Regions from separate parts of the Sus scrofa genome. Here region 1 is linked to region 2. Evidence: chromatin contacts called from public HiChIP or PLAC-seq data. All regions are on one chromosome and are shown on one strand. The core of a region is the stretch at or near the end of the contact, and the rest is flanking DNA. Distances in the headings are between cores, read along the strand shown. Region 1 has its middle 110 kb from the start of PLXNA4. Region 2 overlaps EXOC4 (exocyst complex component 4).

What was found. HiChIP or PLAC-seq counts read pairs in DNA pulled down with a chosen protein or histone mark.
Region 1: a contact with region 2 is called in an H3K27ac HiChIP or PLAC-seq map of skeletal muscle, with 3 times the contacts expected there. The contact joins two enhancer-like sites. A contact is called at or near these places in 1 of 47 Hi-C or Micro-C datasets (skeletal muscle) and 1 of 2 datasets of contacts at active chromatin or transcription factors (skeletal muscle).

What each region holds. Positions count from the first base shown.
Region 1 is chr18:16,367,032-16,369,873 of Sscrofa11.1, forward strand. No RefSeq gene overlaps it. Among named protein-coding and RNA genes, the nearest start is that of PLXNA4, 110 kb to the right of the region's middle. Within about 2 kb of position 1,535, at least 6 of the 83 cell types and tissues checked have an H3K27ac peak or open chromatin away from gene starts, as enhancers often do. A contact at or near this core is called in skeletal muscle, where this site is marked.
Region 2 is chr18:15,798,963-15,801,759 of Sscrofa11.1, forward strand. The region is part of intron 6 of EXOC4 (exocyst complex component 4); the gene reads right to left. Among named protein-coding and RNA genes, the nearest start is that of EXOC4, 110 kb to the right of the region's middle. Within about 2 kb of position 1,524, at least 3 of the 83 cell types and tissues checked have an H3K27ac peak or open chromatin away from gene starts, as enhancers often do. A contact at or near this core is called in skeletal muscle, where this site is marked.

The sequences.
Region 1 (2,842 bases), core at 285-2,784, 570 kb after region 2:
GACATGGCACCCAACCATTAGATTTTTGAAGTTCCCCAGTGATTTCAATGAGAACAGGAGGTTGAAAACCACTGACAAAATGCCAAAGGGGAAGGAAAAAGAGTCCAGAACCCTTGCGGGTATGAGAGGGTAGAGGATGATGGCATTGCAGAGGGAGAAAGTTAAGGCATCTTTGGCAGTGCCCAAGAATTGGTTTCTTTTGTGGTTGACCAGCTGGTGAGAACAGTTTGTACCCACCACATGCAAAGGACTCTCATCTGTGGCTGATGAAGGGCATAGGATCACTTTTAAATTTCAAAATACACTGATTCCATTTCGTGATACAATCAGACTTATTTAGACCCAAAGTATTTACCAACTATTCCCCTGGTCTTTTTAATTAAGTTGAAAAGTTGAAATTAAGCAAATGTGGACCTGTCACTCTTTAAGTGTGGATAATTCTGTGCAGAGATGTGGCTGGATTTCAGCGGGGAGCTCCTGAAGTCAGGCTACAGGGGAAAAGAGTGAGCGTCTAGTCTAACGTCAGCGCCAGTAATAACGCGCTGGTCTTTGTGTGCAAAAGATCTTGGGACAATCCACTGCTGAGTATGTGTTGGAGGTATTTTCTGTCTGTGGGGATGTGCATGATGAGAGATCCATTTTCTAACGTCTCGGCTCCCATTTGCTACCCCTCTTACCCCAAGCTTTTGCAGACTGGTGTACCTGAGTGAGCCAAGAGAACAACGGCCTGCAGCTGTGTTCTCAACCCTGCTTCCCGGGACACTGACACCGTGACCTTGGTCTCACTAATCCATTTTCCATGACTCTTGACCAACAAATCAAACAGATCAAATTCGTAACTGTTGAGTCCTTTGGAAAGATACAGCACATTCCCTCACCCTATTCCTGCACCTGACAGGGCTCTTTTAAAAGCTGTCCTCATGTTTGTTTCTATTTCTGACTATCATGATCATTAAAGGAACCTGAAAATGCTCTTTGGTTGGAGTCCAAAGTCCAGACTTCAAGACTGAGCTCTACCGCCTGGTGGCTGTGAGCCACTTAGTCTACCAAGCATGTTTTCCCCTCTGTAGATGGAGGGTCCCTGCCTTACCTCTTTTCTGAGGTCCCTGTCTCCAGAGAAATGAGTGACCGTAACAGCCTGGTCTTGCTGATGTAGACTCTTGCCCCCATCACTGTATCTCCTCCTCTGGGCCTAATGCAGAAGCCATTCACCTGCCTTGGGTGTCTGCCTCCTTCCTTCTCACCATTGGGCCTTTCCTTCTTCCCGAATCCCATGGCACAAACCTCACATTTCCTCAGGAAGTCCTTCTTGATGAACCCATCCCACTTGTGTCATCCTGATGGTTTTTCTCCAATGCCAGAAGAAAATGGTGTGCTTTATAAGTTAAATGCCATTTTCTGGTATGTTTCTCTATAGATGTCTTGACTCTGTCCCGTGTCTTGATTTTGAGTCTTCAGATTCTAAGTTTGGAGAGTGTAGGGACTGAAGATTCCTCCCAGCTTTGCAGCACTGATCAGTGTGGAAGTTTTATCATTCATGCCAACTGCCAACCGCTTTCTACATCTGATTTGCATTTGTCGCTGATCTTCACAAAACAAGATCACCCTATAAACAATCAAGTTTATGATGTTTGTAGGTATTTTTCTACATTCGTAGCTTAGTCCTTCCCTTGTTAAAACAATTCTTGGCCACCAGATTCTTACAGATAATTGGTATTAGCCAGTGAGGGCAGGAGTGGAAACATCCATTTGAGCCTTTCATCAGCAGGAGCATGTCTTCGTCAGCACACTCCACCGAGATTTCGGCGTCACTAGCTTTCCTGCCTTCCCTTTCAAGTTGTTCCAGGCCCAGTGACATTCAGAGTGGTGAGTCATTGGCTAAATGTGGAGGCCGTCATTCTGCATGCACAACTGTGCGTGCCTGGGCGCCCTCCCGGCCCGCGATGGTGTGTGACTCTGACCTCGAGGAGGAGGGCATTCGGGAAATGATCCTCCTTGAGCTCGACAGTTGCATTTACCACGCCCTGATATTTTTAGAACCCCAACAGGGACAGGAGAACTCAGGCTAATGTTGTGCGTATTTTACATAATGAACCTACTCTGTGGACTTCTGCGGAACAGTAGAAATAACACCATTCTTTTTTTTAAGGTATTTTTGAAAATTTAAGGTAGCAAATATTTATTGACTACCTACTAAGCGACAGACATTGCATTGGCATCAGGGTTCCAATCACAAACAAGACAACAAAGCAGACTATCACCTGCCTTCATGGGACGTACGTTTCAGAGGACGCAATCGACCTGCAAGGAAAGGCATAGTCACATTCCTTTTTCTTTTCTTCATCTTTGAACGTTCATTCCAGCTCAAACTTTGAGTTTATCTCCAAGGCTACTTCTTAATTAAACCGGAAAGGGATATTTTCTGACTTAACAATTCTATTTTCAGTAAACAGATGCTCAAAAAGATCAGTAAACAGATTCTGCCCAGCACCTTCTGAGAGGAAGACACTAAATTTGCTTTGGAGAACCATTCTGTGTCTCCTGTTTTTTTTTTTTTTTTTTTCCTGTGGATCAGGTGGGCCTCCACGTGGGCTCCAGAAGTCCTACAGAGCACAGGGGAATGCTCCCAGACTCCATGGAAGGCCTGGAGCACCAGCAGAATCCTGTATCCTAAGGCCACAGTGATTGGCCTGTGCTTAACCAAAGTTTCTCCAAAACTTTTGTGCTTCAAAAGGAGCTTCACTATGCAGACAGAACACCTAAGACTTTTTCTAGAGTCCGCATTTAGTATTAGCCTACTTTAGAAGGTCTTGAGAGAGGACCACATTCCAAGAGCTCTTTT
Region 2 (2,797 bases), core at 274-2,773:
CAATACAGCTACAATGAAACTCATCCTCCTCCCAAACCTCCTTCTCCGCTTACCTATGTCCGTGATCGCTACCACTCGCCTCGGCAAATCACCCTCCCCTCCCCTCTTCCTCAAATCCAATCAATTACCAACTTGCTGGAGTTCTCTTGGGGCACAGCAGGCTAAGGATCAGGAGTTGTCACTGCAGTGGCTTGCGTCGCTGCTGAGGTGCAGTGCCAACCCCTGGGCCCAGGGAACTTCCACATGCGATGGGTGCAGAAAAAAAAAAAGAAAAAAAAAGGAAAAAAACCTTCTTTTATTTCTGCCCCTTTACCACCTCTCCTATGGGCCTACTTCAGTCCACTGCCACTGTTACTTGGCCAACCCAGGCCTTATCTCTTCCCTGGATTATTCAAACAGCCCTTATAGGAATCTCTCTTCCCCCAGTCCTTGCCTCTCCTTGTCTAGACTGTCAACTCAATGAGGGTAAGAAGTGCGTCTGATTTATCGCTGTATTCCAGTATTTGTCATAACAGTCAGCCTATGACAGGCAATAAATGAGTATTTGTTGAACAAAAGAATGCAAAAATGAGCTCCAGCAGGAGGGACAGATAGAGGCCTGATTACAGATAACAAGTGGTGAGGAAATATGTATTAAAGATTATAATCTCCTGGTTTTAGAAACTCACAACAAAAATATTTCATACAAAACTCTCCTCTCAAGAAGACAGCCTCATCAAGCTAAACGTAAGAACCACAAGAAATACAGTTACAGGTGAAAGGTATATGCATACCTTGAATAATACTATAATAAAATCTATTTTGTATTTTTGAAAAAGAAAAGGATCAAGATACACAAAGTATTTGTTTGTTAAACACACTTCCAATTACCTGGCAGGTTTAACAACAGCCTTCTTACAGACACAAGCAAAACGTTACCTATTCTCCCAGATATTCTACTAACTTCCACAGCCGTCCCTATGCATCTGGTCTTGGAGCCCCCGCATGGAAAAAGGCAGAGGATGAGGAGGAAGCAAAGGTTAAGAATAGTCACAGTTGGAGTTCCCGTCGTGGCGCAGTGGTTAACGAATCCGACTAGGAACCATGAGGTTGCGGGTTCGGTCCCTGCCCTTGCTCAGTGGGTTAACGATCCGGCGTTGCCGTGAGCTGTGGTGTAGGTTGCAGACGCCGCTCGGATCCCGCGTTGCTGTGGCTCTGGCGTAGGCCGGTGGCTACAGCTCTGATTCGACCCCTAGCCTGGGAACCTCCATATGCCGCGGGAGCGGCCCAAGAAATAGCAACAATAACAACAACAACAACAAGACAAAAGACAAAAAAAAAAAAAAAAAAAGAATAGTCACAGTTGCACAAGGCAAGCAAAGTCTATGGTATAAAGCTCTATCATCAAGCTGTGAAAAATGTTCAATATTTAAGGTGAGATCCGACTCTCTGAATCTAAATTTAACATCCAGGGAACCTTGAATTAGTCATTTGGCTGGAAAACCCATGTTCACAGCCAAGAAGCTGCCTTACTTGGTCACGAAGCAAAGACACACACAAGGTAGAAAATCAGTTTTGCTCCACTACTTATTTGCTGAGACCTTAATATCAGGTGGTACATTTTCCCCACTGCCAGACAAAGGCAATAACCAGAGGATATTTATTTCCCTACCTCTATGCTCTAAAGGATCAAAAAACACTAAACTCAAAGCTTAGGTTTTATGTGAAAAATTAAGAGAAACTGATCATTAATTATTTCATATCAAAATGGTCTTAAGTTTTATATGCCTGTCTCTCACGTACACATTTTCATAACGAGCCTGGCTGAGCCAGTATTTTTCATTTCAAACAGGACATTTAATCTTCAAGGTTATCTAATACCTACTTCTAAAGGATGGAGATTGGTTTCACCACTTATTAATAACAGTCTTCGTGTGAAAAGAAGTTACTATTTGAGGAGTGCTGACTAATTCTCCATCTGCACTATGAAAAGAATAGGAAAAAAACTATTAGCAATATAGAATGAAACACAGTAAAAATAAAAAGAACTGGATTCTGGTTCTAGTAATTTCCTTCCTGTGTCACTTCCCGACCTGTCAATCAGACTCTCATGCTGTTTCTGAATTCTCAGTAGATGACCTCGGATGAACTTCTAACATGCAACACATTAGTGCCCGAAATTAGAAAACAAACCCAGGCCCTCTATTTCTTTATCAATGTCATTCTTTCAAAAGCCTTTCCCGGGATAGTCTCTTGAACAAAAAAATGATGGGAAAACTGGATAGTCCCATGCAAAAGAATGAAACTGGACCACTATCTTGCATCATATACAGAAGTCGACTTGAACATAGACCTGAAACCATATGACTCTTACATGATGCTAAAAGCCCTGGCATCAGTCTTGGCAGTGATTCTTTGGATTTGACACCAAAAGTAAAAATAAGCAAGTAGAACCACATCAAATTAAAAGCTTCTGCACAGCAAAGGAAATCAAGATAAAAGGCGACCTACAGAATGAGGGAGAAAAGTATCTGCAGATCCTATAACCCATAAGGGGTTAATATGCAAAATATATGAAGAACTCACACAACTCAGTATCACCAAACACAATCAGACTAAAAAATGGTCAGAGAAACTGATTAAGACATTTTCCCAAAAATATACGAATGGCCAAAAGGTCAACAAAATGTTGCTCAACATCTCTAATCATCAGGAAGATGCAAGTCAACACCACAAGGAGATCGAGCATCACAAAAGCAGTAAGAGCACCGGGGAGGTTGTGGGGGAAAAAGGATCCTTTGTGCATTGTTCGCTGGGA